Regions from separate parts of the Mus musculus genome. Here all the other regions are linked to region 4. A link is a contact called in public HiChIP or PLAC-seq and promoter capture Hi-C data. All regions are on one chromosome and are shown on one strand. The core of a region is the stretch at or near the end of the contact, and the rest is flanking DNA. Distances in the headings are between cores, read along the strand shown. Region 1 holds the start of Pdgfb (platelet derived growth factor, B polypeptide). Region 2 holds the start of Cbx7 (chromobox 7). Region 3 holds the start of Tst (thiosulfate sulfurtransferase, mitochondrial). Region 4 holds the start of Pla2g6 (phospholipase A2, group VI). Region 5 holds the start of Card10 (caspase recruitment domain family, member 10). Region 6 holds the start of Tab1 (TGF-beta activated kinase 1/MAP3K7 binding protein 1).

Evidence for each region. HiChIP or PLAC-seq counts read pairs in DNA pulled down with a chosen protein or histone mark. Capture Hi-C pulls out chosen DNA fragments and counts their contacts.
Region 1: a promoter capture Hi-C map of pancreatic islet shows a contact between it and region 4. The contact joins the promoter of Pdgfb here to the promoter of Pla2g6 in region 4. A contact is called at or near these places in 2 of 115 datasets of contacts at active chromatin or transcription factors (double positive thymocytes and pancreatic cancer cells) and 1 of 9 other capture datasets (pancreatic islet).
Region 2: a contact with region 4 is called in a FOXA1 HiChIP or PLAC-seq map of pancreatic cancer cells. The contact joins the promoter of Cbx7 here to the promoter of Pla2g6 in region 4. A contact is called at or near these places in 2 of 115 datasets of contacts at active chromatin or transcription factors (double positive thymocytes and pancreatic cancer cells).
Region 3: a FOXA1 HiChIP or PLAC-seq map of pancreatic cancer cells shows a contact between it and region 4. The contact joins the promoter of Tst here to the promoter of Pla2g6 in region 4. A contact is called at or near these places in 2 of 39 promoter capture datasets (erythroid cells and liver), 1 of 484 Hi-C or Micro-C datasets (the G1E-ER4 cell line) and 1 of 115 datasets of contacts at active chromatin or transcription factors (pancreatic cancer cells).
Region 5: a FOXA1 HiChIP or PLAC-seq map of pancreatic cancer cells shows a contact between it and region 4. The contact joins the promoter of Card10 here to the promoter of Pla2g6 in region 4. A contact is called at or near these places in 1 of 115 datasets of contacts at active chromatin or transcription factors (pancreatic cancer cells) and 2 of 9 other capture datasets (adipose tissue and pancreatic islet).
Region 6: an H3K27ac HiChIP or PLAC-seq map of extraembryonic endoderm stem cells shows a contact between it and region 4, with 5 times the contacts expected there. The contact joins the promoter of Tab1 here to the promoter of Pla2g6 in region 4. A contact is called at or near these places in 3 of 39 promoter capture datasets (the C10 cell line, liver and pre-B cells) and 1 of 115 datasets of contacts at active chromatin or transcription factors (extraembryonic endoderm stem cells).

What each region holds. Positions count from the first base shown.
Region 1 is chr15:80,013,205-80,016,428 of GRCm38.p6, reverse strand. It overlaps Pdgfb (platelet derived growth factor, B polypeptide), which reads left to right and starts at 1,452. Exons shown (of 7, transcript NM_011057.4): 1 at 1,452-2,493. The coding sequence starts at 2,431.
Region 2 is chr15:79,931,073-79,934,509 of GRCm38.p6, reverse strand. It overlaps Cbx7 (chromobox 7), which reads left to right and starts at 1,864. Exons shown (of 7, transcript NM_144811.3): 1 at 1,864-2,062. The coding sequence starts at 1,994.
Region 3 is chr15:78,404,104-78,407,265 of GRCm38.p6, reverse strand. Tst (thiosulfate sulfurtransferase, mitochondrial) reads left to right here and starts at 1,401. Exons shown (of 2, transcript NM_009437.5): 1 at 1,401-2,027. The coding sequence starts at 1,433. It overlaps Mpst (mercaptopyruvate sulfurtransferase), which reads right to left and starts at 554. Exons shown (of 3, transcript NM_001162493.1): 1 at 522-554.
Region 4 is chr15:79,326,977-79,330,092 of GRCm38.p6, reverse strand. It overlaps Pla2g6 (phospholipase A2, group VI), which reads left to right and starts at 1,722. Exons shown (of 17, transcript NM_001199023.1): 1 at 1,722-2,458.
Region 5 is chr15:78,801,661-78,804,993 of GRCm38.p6, reverse strand. Card10 (caspase recruitment domain family, member 10) reads left to right here and starts at 1,952. Exons shown (of 21, transcript NM_130859.2): 1 at 1,952-2,139; 2 at 2,362-2,613; 3 at 3,224-3,333. The coding sequence starts at 2,010.
Region 6 is chr15:80,131,219-80,134,489 of GRCm38.p6, reverse strand. It overlaps Tab1 (TGF-beta activated kinase 1/MAP3K7 binding protein 1), which reads right to left and starts at 1,344. Exons shown (of 11, transcript NM_025609.3): 1 at 1,302-1,344. The coding sequence starts at 1,334. The region is part of intron 1 of Gm31253 (a long non-coding RNA gene); the gene reads left to right.

The DNA.
Region 1 (3,224 bases), core at 203-2,702, 690 kb before region 4:
TGTCTCTCATTGGCCTGAAGCTCACAGATTGGTCTAGACTGTCTGGGCGGGCGGCAAGTGCTAGTCTCTACCTTCCCGATGCCTGTTTAGATGAGTTCTGGGACTGGACTCAGCTCCTCTTCTAAGCATTTTACCAAATGGGGGTCTCCCCAGACCCCCAACCCAACCTATGGAGCCCACTGTCACAGAGATGGCAAACATTGCCAGCCCCCTCTCATTTTCCCACGATCCTCTGCAATTCTTCTTCTCCTCCGGTTATGTCTCCGAGTTACAGAAGAGGAAATCAAGGTACCATTGGTGAGCTTAACCTACCTTAGAGGTCACCTGCTCCAGGCTACCTCCCAGCCACTCTGCTAGCTAGTCATTTGGAAAAATGGGGTACCTGGAGCCACGTGTAAAGAGGCCCGAGAGGTTCTTCCTTATCAGTACCACCTCATCCAGGGCCATGAGAGGCAACAGCACCATTCAGTGGATATGGGGATACAGACCAAGTGGAGATGACAGGCAGCAGAAGTGGATGAGGGCAAGGTGCCCTAAAGGCAGGAGGCATTGCAGTGAGCCTGCCGGTCTTGTGGTGGGTGCTGGGCTGGCAAGCGTGCTTGCGTGTGACTGTGTCACTGTGACAGTGTGACTGCTGAAGGCAGGGACACAGCAGTTCCCTGAGCTGGGGGTGGAAGGTGTTAACTGTGAGAGTGCTGGTGTGGGTGGGTAGCCTCTGGGCCTGGAACTGGGTGGGGGGCAGAGAGGGGTAGTAAACACCCTGGTGACTTGAAGGCAGCATCTTGGTGGCAGTCCTTGGGAGGATGGTGCAGGGCTGGGGGTGGGGTGGGTTGAGTGACTTTGCAGTTCAACAGACTCAAATTCAGCTTATGCTGGCATGGCAGCGCATGCTGTGTGCCAGGCGACAAGCAAGGAGAGGCAGACCCAGTTTGTAGCTGAAGGGTTCCCGCTGGCTGTGGGTTTAGAGCTTCAACCTTGGGGCTGGTGTGTGGCTGGATGTTTTCTGATCATTCTGACATTTAATCCACACACTTTGTCCCCCACTTAGAGAATGTAGGGTGAATCACAGAAGGAAAGTGACGTGCCCAAGGTGACCCAGCTATTTAATTAGACTCAATGGAATCTAAGCTGCCAGGTTGCAGATGTCTGGTTCTGGGGTTCAGGGGCCACACTCCTGGCCTTGGTCCTGGCCCTGCAGACAGGCCCCTAAACACTGTGCTAATGGGTGGGGCCGCAGTTCACCTTCAGTTCCTGCCAAGAGGCTAGATTCACAGTCACAGGGGCTGCGTAGTTCTCAGAGACCCCTCAAGCAGCAGTCTTTGCCTGAGGACCTCCCTTGGTTCCTGCCCCCTCCCGGCGCTGACTCCGGGCCAGGAGAGGAAAGGCTGTCTCCACCCACCTCTTGCACTCTCCCTTCTCCTTTATAAAGGCCGGAACAGCTGAAGGGTGGCAACTTCTCCTGCAGCCGGGAGCAGCCTGCCTGCCTCCCCCGCTGCCTCCCTGAGGGCTTCCCTCCGGCCGCCAGCGCCCATCTTTCTCCAGAGAGATATTTTGCGCACACACACATACACACACGCGCAAAAGGGAAAGGAGGAAAAAAAAAAAAAGCCCACCCTCTAGCTTCGTTGCAACGAGAAAGCCGGAGCAGCCGCAGCTCGAAACCCGCAGAGGAAGCCCAGAGTGGCGAGCGAGTGGGTAGATAGACAGACTGACCCGAGCCGCGTCCACCTGTCGGCCCGGACCAGCCCAGCGCGCAGTGGGCGCGCCGCGCTCTCGGAGCAGCCGTGCCCGCCGCTTGGGCCCTGCGCCAGGGCGCACACGCTCCCGCCCCGCCACCCGGCCCGGGCGGGAGTTTGCACCTCTCCCTGCCCGGGTGTTCGGGCCGCCGCTGCAAAGCCAACTTTGGAAAAAGTTTTTTTTTGGAGACTTGGGCTTGGAGGTCCCCAGCTCTGCGCTTTCTGATCTGGGGGTCCGTTCCAGAAAATGTTGCAAAAAAGCTAAGCCAGCAGGCAGAGGAACACGCCTTTAGCGGGCGAGTGAAGACGAACCATCGGCTGCCGTGTTCCTTTTCCTCTCTGAGGTTGGAGTCCCCTGCGCGCCCCCACACGGCTAGACGCCTTGGCTGGTTCGCGACGCAGCCCCCAGACTGTGGATGCTCGCGTGGGCTCGGGATCCGCCCAGGTAGCGGCTTTGGACCCCGGTCCCTTGTCCAGGTCCTCCCCAGCCCCCCAGCGACGGAGCCGGGGCCGGGGGCGGCGGCGCCCGGGGGCCATGCGGGTGAGCCGCGGCGGCGGCTGCAGCGGCCTGATCGCCTGATCGCGGGGGACCCGAGCGGAGCCCACCCTCCTCCCCAGCCCCCAACCCTGGCCGCGGGGGCGGCGCGCTCCGTCTACGCGTCCGGGGCCCCGCGGGGCCGGGCCCGGAGTCGGCATGAATCGCTGCTGGGCGCTCTTCCTTCCTCTCTGCTGCTACCTGCGTCTGGTCAGCGCCGAGGTGAGTTGCGACGGCGGCTAGGGCTGGATCCTTCCCTGGTTGTCCCAGCCCCCACGCCTGGCCGCCCCCTCCTCTCCCTGCAGTGAACTTTGGAGCCTTGCAGCGCGTGAGTCAGGCGCCGGGCACTGGGTGGCCCCAAGGGCTGGGAGGCCAGGTCCGGGGTGCTGGGCTCCTGGGGAGGAGGCAGCGGTGGGTTTCTTTCCAGTGGACCAATCTAGATCCCTAAAGCTTTTAGTGTCCTAGAAGGTGTGTGCTGCCCTGCCCCCTGCCTCAGGAGCTAGAGATCTTAAGCTTCCCGGTTAAGGGGAAAAGGTGAGGTGATATCTAGGGTGTCTAAGGCATCGAGACCTCCTGTGTCCTCCTCAGAACCAGCCTGGGCTTTGGTTCTGCCCAGGACCCGGCCTGCCCTAGAAGTATGTGCCTTCGAACTCAGGATATCCAGAGATCTTTGGCAAGGGTTTTGGTCCCACCCTAGCTTCTGCACTGGTCTAGAGTGGGCACCTTGGGGTCATGCTGGACGATCCAAAAGCACCTTGTATCTTGGCGCAAGGGGTCCAGAGAAAGAGAGACGGAGACACTAGAGAGACAGGCAGACAGACAGACGGTAGGTTCAGACGCTTGGAGTAGAGACAGGACTGGAGGTGGGGCGCGCGCGCGGGGGGGGGGGTGTTGGTCTGAAGGAATCTAGCCCCCGGGGCGGTGTGTGTCTGAGGCCCAGCAGTACCTGCGCC
Region 2 (3,437 bases), core at 615-3,114, 600 kb before region 4:
CCGCTCGCTGGGGTTACTCTGCCTCTTGTTAATTTCCCATCTTTTTTTGTGGTGGGGGTCGGGGGGGGGGACGCGGTTTCTGCCTTTTTTTTTTTTTTTGCCACCAGCGTTTTCATCGTCTCTTCCTCATTGCATCAGACCTCAGACCCCTCTGTCCTCCGCCCCACCCCCAGACTTCCCTGAGCCCTGCTTGTCTTGTTCTTGGGTTGGAATTCCCCTTAGGGATAGGGGAATTTCTAGGGTCTGTATTCGTAAATATCTTCATTGTACATTTGTTCTTAGTAGATGTTTCCATGGAATATTATAGTTCTCGGATGGTGGTAATTTTCTCTGGGGACAGGGACATGTCATCCCCTGCCTTCTGGCTTCCTTTGCACTTGATTTGAAAAAAAAAAAAAAAAAGCTCAGGTGCCAATGTAACATTCTTTTTCTCTTTTTTTTCTTCGCCAGACATAGGTGCTTAGAGTTTATTCTAAGAATAGGGAACCCCAGAATGCTTCTAAGCACTGAGTGACTCGGTCGGGTCTGGTGGTAGAAAGCGCACTGCGATCACTGGGCCCCGTGGGGGAGGGGATTGTTGCTAAGAATCCAGGCTGTGGGGGGTGGTGATGTTGAGGGGGAAGCCCTGAGTCTCCTCCAGAAGGTCAGAACAGCAGGAATTAGGAGGAAATGGGAGGAGTTGGGGACGACTCGGACCTGTCCTCAACAATGCCGAAAACTGAAAAGGCTTGGTGCTGGCTCCGGGGTGAGGACTTTTTTCCTTCCACATTTAGTTGAGGCAAACGGTCAGCAAACCAAGGGCGAGGTGGAAAAACCACTGGAGTCCAGGCTGTTGTGGGATCTGCAGACGGCAAAAGTGGGTCTCCACCTGCGACGAGGTGTTAGCAGCGCCTAGCCTGGTCCCTCAGGGAAGGGCGCTCGCGGTGCGTTTTCGCATCACCTACTAAGACTGGTTTGGGTTGATGGGTGGAAGCGTGCTTGGAGCGGGGGACTCAGAGGCACCTGTTCAGGCCTGCTTAGACTACGTACTCCGGGTGGAAAGCTTTGCTGTCTGTCCCTCCTGCCGCGCGGACCCGGCCGGACCTTGTCTCCTTTGTAGGAAAGGAAACTGGCTGTCCTAAAATTCACTGTTTTGAACAAAGTGGCCTCGAACTCATAATGATATGCCTGGCTCTACCTCCCGAGTGCTGGGATTAAAGGCATAAAGTACTACCTCCAACTTTAAAGGTTTTGTCTTATTTCTGAATAAATACTTATGTGTATGAGTGGTTGTTAGCCTGCGTGTACGTATGTGCACACTGTGTATGAGTACATCAGAGGATAGTATGGAATTCCATGGAGCCACAGTTGTGAACCATAATGTTGGAGGTGGGAACCAACCCAGGTCCTCTGAAAGAGCAGAAGTGCTATCTCTCCAATCCTTGTTTCAATGTATTTATTTGTGACAGGGTCTTACATAGCTAAGGTTGGCCTTGAACTCCTGATCTTCCTGCCTCAGCTGTCTAAATACTGAGATTACTTGCTTGCTAATCTCGGCTTTAAGGCCACTTCATTTCGGACCTTCTCAGTCTTTAGGGGGACTTGGGAAGACTGATCACGTCCAGCCCAGAAGCCGAACTGAGAGATGGGATGGACCTTAGACTGCCAGGAGCATCAGACCTGCTGCCAGCTGCCCAATTTGGTCAGCAGGCGGGGTTAAGGAGTAGGGCGTGGCTCCGGCAGCGAGGGGGCGGAGCTGACCCTCTGGGCGCTTTCAGAGGCACGCGCGCGCGCACCCGCTCTCTGGCGCTGGGGAAAACGTTGCGCAGGTTCAAAAATGGAACGTCGGCGGCGTGAGGGAACACTAGGGGGTGTGCGCGCGTGCGCGTGCGCGCCCGGACGAGCCTGACGGGGTCCCCGCCGTCCCGAGCATCGCGCGCAGCCGCCGCGGCCCCGCAGCTCCACCCCCGGCCCAGCCCGGTCCGGTCCTGGGCCCACTCGCCCGCCGCCCCGCATGGAGCTGTCAGCCATAGGCGAGCAGGTGTTTGCGGTGGAGAGCATCCGGAAGAAGCGCGTGCGGAAGGTGAGGCTGCTCGGGGGCGGCTCCCGGGACAGGGCGAGGTTGCCTCCCGCTCCTCAGCACCGCCCACTCCAGGTTGGGCAGAGCAGAAAGTGGTGCAGGGGTGACCTGGGGACCCTGGGCTGCCTGGCGGGTCTCCACATCCTGTTCCTCACTTTCCCCACCACTATGTAGGGCCAGTAGAGTTAAAGTTGTTGCCCTCGGATGTTGGTGCATCCGAGGCCACCTGGGATGGAGATGAAGATAGGACTAGAGATCCTGAGTTCTATTCCGTCTCGTTCCCTTTACGCTCACTTTCGAGGAGACTAAAGCTCAAGTTGATGAAGCAACTTGCCAGTGCGTTAGAGTCAAAGTGAGTCTCGAACTCGGCTCTCTGGATATTTAGTACCAAGTCCTTTGAAGTTGGCCGCAGAGCTTTAGGAAAGTCTCCTGTGGCCTCTGAAGTTTTCTTATTGGACTTTGACCTTCCCGATCCCAACCCCCCAGGGCACACCTTTCTTCTCCGCTCCCATTCCTCCCCTCCCCCAACCTTCCAGCCGGGTGCTGCTGCCCTGAAGCCTGGGCCACTGTTGTTGGGACATCCTCAAAGCTCCTCCCACCTCTGCCAAGGCCTTACACTTACACACACACACACACACACACACACACACACACACACACACACACACACACACACACACCCTGAGATTTAAGGAGGTGGTTTTGCCGCGCTTAGGGCCGCACACCTCAACCTGCAGTTTCCTGTCCAGACCTCAAGTCTGCGATCTTTGTGCACGTGCTTGCTGATGGGCTCTTCCCAGAGTGAACTTGGAGCTGGCCATATGCAATGAAAAGAGTTCCTGTCCTGGATCTAAGGGAGGGTCCCCTCTCCTTTTCTCCTTGCCATCTGTTTCGGAGGCTCCTGAAGCCACCTTTTTTCCATTTGGCTTAAGTGCAGGCATGAGAGTGTCTGCTGTAGCATCCTCAGCACGGGTTCCGGTGGGCCCAAGGTAGGTGGCTTGGAGCTTGGCGATCTATTGATTAGGGCTGCTTTCTTTCCTTGCTGTTTCTCGGTACTAGACTGAAGCGGGTATAGACATCATCTCCTCTAACAAGGAACAGAGAGGTGGGTCAGACAGGGGACTCATTCGCTCAACTCAGCACTCCCAAATCTCTACCGAGGCGGCAGTGTACTCTAGAGCTCAAGGCTCCCTTTTCTCTCTCAGAACTGGCTTTCTGGCAGAGGACAAGGATGCAGGATGAACGAAGGATGCAGGAGAAAGGAAAGGTGGATGCCTTTGGTGGACAAAGGCTTTTCATAAAGAGCTGTCCACTGCGTGGTGCTGGGGGGGACTCTTTGGCAAGGTGGATCAGAGAAGAGGAACTCAAAGCTCTCCCA
Region 3 (3,162 bases), core at 152-2,651, 920 kb after region 4:
TCTCCTGTTGGGAGTTCAGCTCAATCCGGCAGGGTCGTGAAGGCACTCGGCAAGGCGGGCTTCATAAATGCTAGTTTTATTTTTATTCCGTTCTGTTACTTTCTCCTCTTGGGGCATGCTAGATCTCCTCACCACAGCTCCTCTGAATTGCTTTGTTTATTCTCTTGCTCCCCCCCCCCAACTTTCTCAGGAGGCATCAGGTCTTTCCAAACCCCATCCACTCACTGCTACCCACCTGTCTCTTATCCCACACCAACCCACAGACGGCCACAAGCAGCCACGGACAGTCTTCCTAAGGCAAATTAGAGGCGCCCTGGAAACTCTTCTCTCATAGACTGCATCCCCTCCTCCACTCCCGCGTGATACCACGCTATGCACCCCCGGAGAAGCACCCTCTCTCACAGAAAAGCAAGTAGGACGCGTTGGGTAGCAGATACCAGGGATTTGCGCTCCCCGTTTCCCAGCTCCGCCATGTCACCCCCTCCCCACGCCCTCAGAGGTTCCCTCCTTCCGCCACCAACCTGCGGCCAGCCAAAGGGAGGAGACTTGGGCACAGCCCACTGTTTGGGCCACTCCGAGACGTTGCACCTTCCATTTCCCGTACTGCGGGGGACGCAGGCGCCATGAAGCCGGGTTGCGCGCTGCCCCAGTGTCACCTCGAGCTTCAAATAGCCCCCTTTATGTATGAGAAGTATTATACGAGGAGGGGCAAACAAGACTCCCGTGCGAAGACGCAGAAGCTGTTCGGAATCCCGACTGTCTACGAGAGAGGTTTCTCTCCTCACCCCCATGGGAGGCGGTACAATGGTGCGGGCCACTTGAGAACCCTCCCGGCTCCTGGTTTGAACCCTCCAGCTTCTTCGGAGCGCAAGGGCGAGTGCCAGCCCAGCTACTTTTGCGACTGAGTGCAGCGAGCCGCCCAGGATGGAGCCGCTAGCTGGGTCCTGGCGAAAGCAGGGCAGAGTGCCTGGAGCCCTTTCACCGGAATTGGACATTCTAGAAGCCAGAGAACTCTGGCTGCAAGAAACGAAAGCAGAAGGGTAATCAGTGCGCCCGGAGAGGCGACTGGAAGGCCATCTCTGACTTGTGTTTGTTTTTCCCATTCTTGAAGACAGAGTCCTGAGCCAGCCCCTCCCACCAATTTGCTGCTATAGTAATGCACCGAAGCTCTTAGCCACGCCCACCTGCCCTCCTAGGCACCAGAAAGGGAGGGCGCCGGGGAAGTGGGAGGGGTGGAGCAGGCTTTCCCTAGGGAATGTGCCAACCTCTCCCACTGTGAGTCTGGCTCTGAGTGTAGTTACGATTGCACGCTGGGAAAATGTAGTGGGAGCAACAGCCCCGCCCCCTGGGCTCCGCCCACCGCACTCAGCCCTCTCAGGCCTGTCTCTTTCCTGGTTCCCAACCGCGCCAGGTGACTCGCAGAACTGACACTATGGTACATCAGGTGCTCTACCGGGCGCTGGTATCCACCAAGTGGCTGGCGGAATCCATTCGGTCTGGCCGCCTGGGGCCCAGCCTTCGGGTGCTGGACGCGTCTTGGTACTCACCCGGGACCCGCCAGGCACGCAAAGAGTACCAGGAGCGACACGTGCCTGGCGCGTCCTTCTTTGATATAGAGGAATGCCGGGACACGACTTCGCCTTATGAGATGATGCTGCCCAGTGAGGCCCACTTTGGGGACTATGTGGGCAACCTGGGCATAAGCAACGACACACATGTGGTGGTATACGATGGAGATGACCTGGGCAGCTTCTATGCACCCAGAGTCTGGTGGATGTTTCGTGTGTTTGGCCACCGCACAGTGTCAGTGCTCAATGGTGGCTTCCGGAACTGGCTGAAGGAGGGCCACCCGGTGACATCTGAGCCCTCGAGGCCAGAGCCAGCCGTTTTCAAAGCCACACTGAATCTCTCCCTGCTCAAGACCTATGAGCAGGTCCTAGAGAATCTCCAGTCTAAAAGGTTCCAGCTGGTGGACTCTCGGGCCCAAGGACGGTACCTGGGCACACAACCGGAGCCGGATATAGTAGGTAGGTGTTCCAGTGGCCCTTGGGAGGATTGCACAACAAAAGGATGGGGAATCAAAAAACCCCTGGATCCCTCAGGCCCTCTAGGTAGACTTGTCTTTCCATCTGTAAAATGGGAGGGTACGGCCAACCTTGAAGTCTTTTATAGCGCTCATACATGGGGGCCCTGTGTGCCATAGCCGGGTGCTAACAAGCTGCCCCTATTAGGTGACTGGGGTCCTGTCCATCCATGGTCCACTTCCAGGCACCAGCGCTCCCACATGCAGTAGATGTACGAAAAGGTGTTCTCTCCACAAGCAGTCATTTGTATGGCTGCACAGAGGTCTACAAATCTCTTCCCACTCTCTCCATCCCAGAAGCCCTTTCAAATATCAACAAGGCCCTTCTGAGCTCTTCTGGGACCCTGGCTAGTGTCTGTGAAAGGCACCTCAGTTCATAACCTCAGCAAGTGGCTGCGACCTGTCTGTTACAGCAGCTATCAGCCAGGGAAATGGACGGGATGAAATACCTGACTTAGATGAAGCACTGGGGGATTGTTACTTGGTCAGTTAAGTGGTAGAATCTGGATTTGAACCTGGTATCATTTTGTTTTAACCCAGGGTTCGAAATCCAGATATAAATCCATTCAGTCCCACCACCATTTCCTAGGGTTCAGGGGCTCCTCCTGTGCTAGGTATTCCTGGAAAGATGGCCCCTTGGGTCCCCTTTGGTATGTGTGAGAAAGCCTGAAGAAGTCTGTATAGTTTAGGAGTCAGGAAAAAATAAACTCAGGAGATGAAATGCTGCTTTCTAGAGGCGCCTGACCAGAGGCAACCCCAAGTTTTGGCCCACCTCACCTCTCTCTCTCTCTCTCTCTCTCTCTCTCTCTCTCTCTCTCTCTCTCTCTCTGCCTCCCTCATCAGTAAGACTTAACTCCAGGATACATTTTGCCTAACTTGTTTCAAAATGTTGCCTAAAAAGTTTCAAAACTTGCCTACAAAGTTTCAAAAACTTGTCTCTTCCTTTCTGCCAGCTGATGTCAGCAACCCTGTTTTTACAGTCTTAGTACTAAATTCTCATCCCACTGGACAGAGGGGGCCTTGGCACACAGGCAGCAGTAGATCAAGGCCACACATGGAGTTGGCAGAGGCTGGCATTG
Region 4 (3,116 bases), core at 473-2,972:
TCATTTAAGAAAGTAAAGGTTCGGGGCTGGAGAGATGGCTCAGCGGTTAAGGACACTGACTCCGCTTCCAGAGGTCCTGAGTTCAATTCCCAGCAACCACATGGTGGCTCACAACCATCTGTAATGAGATTTGATGCCCTCTTCTGGTGTGTCTTATGTCAGCTACAGTGTACTCATGTATATTAAATAAATAATTCCTTTAAAAAAAAAAAAAAAAAAAAAAAAGAAAGTAAAGGTTCAACCGAAGCTGGTAGACTGGAGATGGGGAAGAGAGCAGCTTAGTCCAAAGTAAATGAGTCACCAAACCCAGGCTCCTGGCTATTCTCCAGCAGTCCTTAAAATCAGCATTACCAACCATGTATTTATTCACTATTTATTTATTTATTTATTTATTTATTTATTTATTTATCTATTTACCTATCTATCTATCTATCTATCTATTTATTTATTTATTTATGGTATGAGTGCTCTGTGTGCATGTATGCCTGCATGCCAGGAGAGGGCACTAGATCCCATTACAGATGGTTGAGAGCTACCATGTGGTTGCTGGAATTGAACTCAGGACCTCTGGAAGAACAGCCAGTGGTCTTAACCGAGGAACCATCTCACCAGCCCCCGCGTTATTCACTTTAATTCCATCTATTGGAATTCCATGATAGTTAGGCATGAGGTCTGAGTCTTCTCAGTGACAATCACCTATTCCCAGACGCAACCGCAGCTACTTCTCAGCCTCACAGAGGTCATTCAAGTAAAATCCTACTAAAAGTGCTAAGATTCCTCCAGACATCCATTCATTTATTTATTGAGAGACAGAGTGCCAGGTTGGGATTCAACTGAACTAGTTGTGGCTGGGTTTGAACTCCTGATCCAGCATCCAAATGTTGAGATTGTACGTGTGCAATAACCACACCCAGAATTGCCTGGCATCTTGAGGTAGAGTTGGTAGGCAACAAATACAGTTTTATCACTTGCCACTAGGCTTGTTCGGGGGCTGGTTAGATACCTCAGTAGGAAAAGTGCTTGTGAAGTTGTCACAATGATCTGAGTTCGATACCCAGCACCCACGGAAAAAGGTAAATGTTTTAAACTTCAAAGCTGGGAAAGAGGAAACAAGAAGCCTCCTGGAGTTCCATAGCCAGCTAGGCTAACCCAGTGGGGGAGCTCCAGATTCAGTGGGAGACCCTATCTCAAAAAAAAAAAAAAAAAAAAAAAAAAAAAAAAAAAGCTTGTGGCACACACCAGGCAATCTGAGTTCATAGCCAGCTTGGTCTACAGAAACCCTATGTTGGCCACCACCCACCACACATATGCGCGCGCGTATTACCTCCCTCCCCACCTGAAAGTTTTTTTTATTTTGTCTTATTTCAACCTAACCGTTAATTCCATATTTTTATTTGCAATTTGGTTTGGGAGAACCTGGCAACATCAAAGCAGGCTCTTCCCGGTTATATCCTGTGGCTTTATTGATTTTCTTTCTTATTATCTTCATGTGTTGCCAGAAACAGAAAAGTTCAGAGTCCGAGCCACCCTGGATTCCTTGAGGTCGAAGGGAGCCGGGAACAGCCTCCTGCCCTTTATCAACACGTCAGCCAAACTGCCCTCACGAGAAACTTCCGCCCGCCCGAGGCATGGCCCCCATCAGCCACGCAGAATTGGCTTCAGTCAGAAGCCCGACCGCCCCCTGGCAACAGAAGCGGCTTCCATTGGGCAGTTATAGAAGATGGCGGCGCCTGACCGCGTGCGAGGTCCACGCTTGGGGTCGGGGCCACAGCCTGCCTGCGGCATGGGCTCGGTGGATTGGTGGAGAGCCGTAGTGTCGTCACGTGGGCGGGGCGCGTCAGTTTGCGGAAGTAGGAGGGCTGAGAAGTGCTGAGTAAGCCGAGGTGAGTGACGGCGCGGCGGGGGCGGGGCCTGACGGCCCTTTCCCAAACCTCCTGGTGCCCCTGTCTTGAATGTCGTCACCTGGACCCTGCTTAGGACCGGCCTCGTGTCTGCGACTCTGAGGCATGTCCTCCGTTAACTCCTATCTGGCCTCCTTGAGTGCTCCCGGCTTCTGTCCTTTCATCCCCTGGCGTCCCCAACTCCCATCCGGTGACCGCATTCTTCTCCGTTGCCGCCCTCAGTTTCCCAACTTCCAAAATCAACCCTTCTCCCAATTCATTGCCCGACTTTCACCCTGGACTGTCCACTGTCCCCAGCTCCTCTCTCTGCGCTTCTGAGTGCTCCTGGTTTTCTGCCTCATTGCCCGATTTCCCCCACGCCACCTGCTTCCTGCGTCCGTCCCTTTGTGCCCAACCCCTGAGCCCCCATTTCTAACTCCCTGCTTATCTTCTCTTGTGCCTCCGGTTTCCATTTGCTCCCCCGTGTGTTTTTCCCAGTTCTCTAGCCTCCAATCCTGGGTTCACCTCCAGCTCCCTCCGATGACCTGGAAGCTGGCGACTAGGAGCCTGTGACCCAGGTGACTGTGACTAGGGATTTGGGTGTGAGTGCGACTGGGAGGGCACAAGGGTTTATGGATCTCTGCCTGTATTTTTAATGGGCAGTTCACATGATCGCAAACAAATACCAATCCTTCCTCTAAAGTTCCCCCACCTGCCCTCTTGCCAGCCCGACAGGATTGGGCAGGTTTGGTTTGGCCTCGTTGAAGCTCCACCCTTAGACTAGTGCAGTGTTTTGTTCTGGTCTCTGCCTTCACGTGGTTCTGGAGCTTGGAGGCCATGCTCTGTTCTTGTCTGTTTTCTCACTGTGCCAGATAGGACTGAATTTTCTGCCCACATTAGTGACTGCCACGAGGCTCAGTATTTGAATGAGAAGATGTAGAAGACAAGGCTTGGTGACCAGTGTGGCCCTGTACAAGCTCCCTGCTTTGCTGTTGTTTCATAGGCAGGATGGAAAGGGCTGGGGGATAGGGAGAGAGAGGACCAAAGGGAGAGCATTCCCCTTTGTTCATGTTTTCAGTGTTTATTAATCACCCTGACAACCAGGCGCTTTTATTTCTGTTACCTTTATTCTCTGCTCCCTTTCCACTGAGCAAATATTGATGTAGCTAGCGCCCGCCCGCTGTTCCTGCTTAGCCTGGGGAAGGGAGGCCAGTGACCTCCTTTGCCAGGGTCATG
Region 5 (3,333 bases), core at 703-3,202, 530 kb after region 4:
GCATGTGTGTAAGCATGTATGATGTGTTTGTAGCCCTGTATATGTGTGCATCTTGGTGTGTCTGTGACTAGTAATGCATCTGTGTCCACGTGAGTGTGTCTGTGAAACCAAGTGTGTGCCTGGGAGTAAGTGTATGACCACGTGTGCACATGTGAGGTGTTTCAGGATCTCTATAGCTTCTTTAAGAGCAGGCTCTGGGACCTGCTGTGACTCTGTGACACCACGCCCCCCCCCCCCCCCCCCAAAGTCTGTTAGCTTACAAGCTAATTCCTAGTTTCAGTGCCAGATTCCTGGCCCTGGTTTTGCCTCTGATGAGAGAATAATTAACTAAAGACTCATTTTCCAGGGTTTCCTTCCCATTATCCCGGCCAAGAAAAAATATTCACAGGGCTGCGGTAGGGTGGAGCGGCTCTTTGAGGGAGGAGCTGCTCCCTGTGAGAGCCAGAGTCAGGGTATCAGGGTCAGCAGAGGAGAGGCGATCCTTGGGAGGGAGCCTAGTGTGAACCGAGCCTGGGGAGGGGAGAGAGGCCAGGGCGGATCCAGTGTGTGGCAAGTTCTTGCTCTCTCTGGGCCCCTGCTTCCTCCTTTGTAAAGGGATAGGTTTGCATTAGAATTCAGTCCTTTCTACAGAGCTGCTTCTGCAGGTGAACTGGTGATACTCCAAACAAAACCAAGTCAGCAAAAGTCTGTGGTTCTTCAAGGCTGGGAAAGGAACTAGGTTATGTAGGTAAACTAGTTTCTTTACTGCAGGGGCTGTTCAGGGGTTGTGGTCAACCTTGTTTCCTTGGGTGAGTGATGCATCTAATTCGGAAAGTATGGGTGGCTTTGGGGACCTACACATCTTTCCAGATCCTCTGTGTCCTCTTAACCCTGTTCTCGCCACCCCGAGGGCACTTTCCAGTGCCCAGAGAGCTTCTAGCATGTGACTACAGGACCTTATTGTGGGAGTATTAGTCTCCAAGGCAGAAGGGAGTTTTGACGCTGCCTTTTCAAATGTAATTGATTTTAACCACACTCCCTCCCACCCCGCAGGAACGGCCATTTAGAAATGCAAGCATCCTGGTCCCCGTGTGCCATCAACTTGACTCAGGAATGAAAGTGCAGTCAGTCTGGACACTTGCAGGGACTGACTCCCTTCTTTGGAAAGGTGCCCATGACCCCTCCCCTCTGCTGCCCACACAGGCTGTCCTGGGCTTGGTGAAAGATGTGAGCTCTTGGCAGCGTGTTCGGGAACACTGAGACTGTGGAGGGGCAATTGTCCAGGTCACCGGCAGATAAGAGGCCTAGCTGGGAACAGGATGCAAATGAATGCAAAGCTGAGACACACACAGAGAGAGACTCACAGCTGACCGGGGCTTTCAAGTGCCTAGGCACAGGGTGTTTGTGGGAGGGAGAGGCACGTGAGTAGTCTGTCTCCGGTCGAAGTCCTGCTCAACACTTGTAAGGCCATTATCCCAGAACATGGACACGTGTGAAAGTTCTGCTAGCTTCTGAGGCCCTGTCCCACACTTTGCAGATATTTCCTGAAAGACAGATATGTATTATGTGACTTTCAGCAGAGTGAATATACCTACCATGCGAGTTTAAGTGGGAATGATGGGGCTCTGTATATGAGGTCCGAGCCCAGAGCTCGCTAAGTTGGTGTGACCTGTTGACTTCAGGGCGTGTGTGGCTAGTGGAGCGGACACTTGTCGCGTTCAGGGTTCCGGGTGGCCAGCTGCACCGGGAGTCGGGCTTGTAGAGGGTGCAGGCTGGTGTTGTGCTCATGGTGGGGGACAAGGTGAGCAGCAGCGGCGGCAGTGGCCCTGGCGGTGGCGCGCGGGGTGTGGGCGCGCGCGTGGCGGCTCCGCCCCGTCGGGGGCCGGGCAGGTGTGGGAGGGCCGTGCGGACCCCGCCAGGACTGGCCCGGAGAGCCGGCGGGAAACAGGAAGCGGGGGTGGGGGGTGGGGAGGCGCGGCTGGCCCGCAGAGCGGCCGGGAGGACGACCGGAGCGCAGCGGGTCGCGGGCAATGTTGGGTGGCCCGGGAGGCCGCCGGGCTGGGGGCGGAGCCAATGACCCCGAAGGCACCGCCCCGTCGCGCCTCCGGAGCCGTCGGCCGAGCACAGAGCCGGGAGCTCAGGGCAGCTGCAGCGCCCGTGGTGAGTGCGGGGAGGACACGGGCGGGACAGCAGCGTGGGGACGTGAAAGGACGCCGACGGGACGCCCGGGAGGACGCGGGCGTGACCTCTCGGGGACCCGGGAGGGTGCAGGCAGAGCAGCTTGGGATCCCGGGAAGACGGAGCCCGACAGCGCCGGGACCCGCGGGCGACGCCCAGGTGCGGTGACCGCGGCTCCGTGCCCACCGTGCTTGTCGCCCGCAGGCTCGGAGGACGCGGCCATGCAGGGCCGGGCGGACGCGGGCGAGGCTGACGAGGAGGCTGGGGCGGGTTCGGGGTCGGAGGCCGAAGAGGACGCGCTGTGGGAGCGGATCGAGGGCGTCCGGCACCGACTGACGCGCGCCCTGAATCCGGCCAAGCTCACGCCGTATCTGCGCCAGTGCCGCGTCCTGGACGAACAGGACGAGGAGGAGGTGCTCAGCACCTACCGTTTCCCGTGCCGCGCTAACCGTACCGGTGAGCCCGCCGCCAGGGGTTTCCTCTCCCTTCCTAGGCCCGCTCCAGAGCAGACAGCTGGATGTGGTTGCCGGTGCCGATGGCGACCCCTGTGGGATCTTTACTGTGCTCTTTGACCTCTCTGGTTCTCTCTGTCCCATTTGTGTATCCCTTAAAGAATCAGTTTTTCTCAAGAGCTCAAATCCGGGCTCAGTTCTCCGAGGCTCCTCTCCCACTGGGCGTCTTTGTACCAGGACTGTCAGAGGGACTAAAAGTATCAGGGAACTTAAGTCAATGAGAGCATTTTGCCTGGGAAACGCAGGCATCCGATGCCCCCGGGCATGCGTAACGTGTGTGTGTGTGTGTGTGTGTGTGTGTGTGTGTGTGTGTGTGTGTGTGTGTGTGTGTAGGGGTTGCTGGGGACCTGCTCCAGTGCAGGTGCTCTGGGGAGGGTCTGGTGTTCCTAGCCAGGGCAGACTGAGCTTTGCTCCCTGATGTGTTGGGACAGGCCCCGGTGTGTGTCACAGCCCAAAAATCTGGGGAACGTAGGCCCTGGAGCATTGTCGGGGTGGAGAGCAGGGGCACTGGGGGAAGACCTCATCCTGACCCCTGTCACAACCTTTACCCTCAGGGCGCCTCATAGACATTTTACGCTGCCGGGGCAAGAGGGGCTTCGAGGCCTTCCTGGAAGCCCTGGAATTCTACTACCCAGAACACTTCACGCTGCTCACTGGCCAGGAA
Region 6 (3,271 bases), core at 95-2,594, 800 kb before region 4:
CATTCTCTGTGTGCTGGGAAAAGCCTACACTCTGCCCTAACTGGTGTTCTTTGGGTCCCATCACAAGGAAGAGACAGAAGATACTTGACCCAGTCGACCTTTCTCTTGTTAGCAAGCCAACTCAGTCGGCATCAGTCACTATTTTTTTCCCAGCCCCTCTTTCTCTCAAGGTCACAATCATATCAGTGTTCCCCAGACGCTTTCTACAATGGGGACATTTATACAAGGGCCTTGCCCTCTGGGACCTTACAAAACAGAGAGCCAGACCTCTTTACTCCCAGGGTTTTACAAAAGGCCCGAGCAGGCACACAATAGTGAAGGGAAAGCCATCTCTCTCTTCCCCCACGTCTCCCTCTGGCTTCAGATCCTCTAGGCCAGGCAAGCTACTTCCCCCCACCCTTGAAAAGCCAAGACCTAGTTCCTGACCAATTTCCTCATTCTGTGACAGACACTGACCAAGCACCTAGCATGCAAGGGTGGTAGGGTGGTGAAGTCAACATGCTAAGAGGCGCTGGTCTTCAAGGAAGCAGACATCCAGAGGCAACTCCTACAGAGTGCCACGGTAAGGAAGGCCAAGGGATCCCCGCCCTGTCCTGGCAGATCCAAACAGTACTCTGAGCTAACATACATACATGTGTAACTGCACATATGTGAGAAAGATGCAGGGACGGGTAGACTACATCAAACCGTGGAGGTCCAGATGACCAGGTCGGGGTGCCTGGAGCCAACCTTCAACGGGACCCGGTGAACTGGGAGGCAGAAGTAAAACCCTACGCCCTCACTTGAGGAGCCTAAACCTTAGGGGTGTTTCTGGAACCAGACTATTTTAATCCTGCCTCTGCCTCTGCCGCTCACCAGCTGCCTGACCTCGGTTTCCTCGTCTGTAAAAACTTTTAGTCGCTAACTATTCTCCGGTGCTGCTGGCGAAGCTTATAAACGCGAGGCGGTCCACACAATGCCAGAGATACAGCACGCCTTACACAAGCGGGGGGCTATTTATTATTAGTCGTGTCCACGCTCCGGATGGCCCGCTCGGCGGCGCCACGTCCCCTTCCGGCTCGAGGACGCTCCCACTCCGCAGGACCCCGGCGCCCTTGACCCCCTAGAGGCCCCAGCCTGCGACGCGCACGCGCAGAACAGGCGCGGCGCCAGCCGGCTGTGGGTCTCGCGCGCTGCAAGCCCCCAAAGGCCTCTGGGGCGAGAGGGCCATGCTCTGCCATCTAAAGACAACAGTTCCTGCACCCGAGGACACACCCGAGCTCCCAACCCTCCCAGCCCGGAGAGCGGGTCGGTTTCCTCACACTCTGGAGCAGGCTCCTCCTCTGCGCCGCCATCTTGGAGGACCCCGCGGCGCGCCAGGCTCTCGGAGTGGCGGGATGAGGGGCTAGAGCGGCTCGGGCTGCCGCGGAGCTTATCCACAGCGCCCCCGGCGGAGCGGAGGAGGCGCAGCAGAGGCGCCTTGAGCAAGCGCGGCTCTTGCCCCCACCCCACCCCCAACCCCATCAGCCTACTTTCTTCGACTTTCTTGTTTCCTGGGGTCTTTATGGGTGTGCTTTCTCCCGGATTTTTTTTTCACCCCGATGGAGATCCTGAGATCCTATTTAAAGCGGCTTAGCGAGGAGGGAGCAAGAGAGAACGAATGATTCAGTTTACAAGAGTAGTGGGTGACTGACTGCCTGATCTTATAATGGAGGCCACCCCAATGCCAAACTAGCTGAAGTTAGATTTGGAGAAGACTGCAATTCCGAGTAGTTGTAAATTCTCAGAAGTTAAATTTATGGACGGTAACATGGGAGTGTAGTGTTAGCTGGCAATGTAATTGCAGGCCACTTGGCGTGACTGGCCAGTGCCCAAAGGAAGAGTCTGTTTGTTCTAGAAGCACGGTGCGGAAGCTCGATTTGGAGAGTCACAACTGTAATCCCAGAGTTTAGGAGACTGAGGCAGGGGGATTATAAATTTGAGTCCTGTAATCCCATCCCTTAAGAAGAGACAGGAGGAGCCGAGCGTGGTGACACACGCCTTTAATCCCAGCACTTGGGAGGCAGAGGCAGGCGGATTTCTGGTCTACAGAGTGAGTTCCAGGACAGCCAGGGCTATACAGAGAAACCCTGTCTTGAAAAAAAAAAACAAAAACAACAACAAGAAGAGACAGGAGGACCAGAAGTTTGATACCAGCATGGACTACTATATGACACCCTGTTTCATTAAATGAATAAATAATCCAGTATCAATTTTTTTAAAAGATTTGTGTATTTATGTATGAGTACACTATAACTGTCTTCACACACCAGATCCCATAGGTCCCATTAGAAACGGTTGTGAGGCACCATGTGGCTGTTGGGATTTGAACTCGGGACTTCTGGAAGAGCAGTCAGTGCTCTTAGCCGATGAGCCATCTCTCCAGCCCCCCAGTATCAAGCATTTTATTAAAGCAACAGGAAATGGCCTAAGACAGTGCTGATGGGCCAGTGTGGTGGCACATGCCTTTAATCCCAGCACTTAGGAGTCAGAGGCAGGCGAATTTCTGAGTTCGGGGCTAGCCTGGTCTACAGAGTGAATTCCAGGACAGCCAGGGCAACACAGAGAAACCCTGTCTCGAGAAAACAACAACAATAAAAAGACAGTGCTGATGGGAAGAAGTGTGTCAAAGATCCCTGCAGATTTTTTTTTGCAGGCTCAGGTAGGTTTATGGAGCAAGAGAAAGGTGTGAGTTCCACGTTAGCATGCTGAGTTTGGTGTGGTTCTGAGATGAGACGTTGTCAAGTCAGTAGGGGGGCTAGAGCTCAGAACACAAGCTGAGCATGCAAAGACATCACAGATGGAGCAGCTGAAGGGGCGGGATGGGGGGAGTGGACAGGGTCCAAGGGAGACGGTGCAAGGACACGAGCAACAGCGGGAGGCCTTTTGGAAAGATTTGATTGGCACATAACTGGATTCTATTTAGAGGCTCTGAGCTGAGGCTCTTCAGGTGGAAGACATATCCCTCATGGGGTGTGTGAGCAGAAGACAGGTTGGGAGGAGACACAGACACCTGAAGAGTAGAGGTTCTACAGAGGAATAGAAGACTGAAAGGGATCACAGGATTGGACGGTTTTTGTTTTCTTTCTTTTTGTTTCGATTTTATTTTGTTTTTTGAGACAGTGTTTCTCTGTGGAGCCCTGGCTGTCTTGGAACTCACTCTGTAGACCAGGCTGGCTTCTAATTGAGAGATCCACCTGCCTCTGCCTATCCAGTGCTGGGATTAAAAGTGTGCACTACTACACTCAGCTTT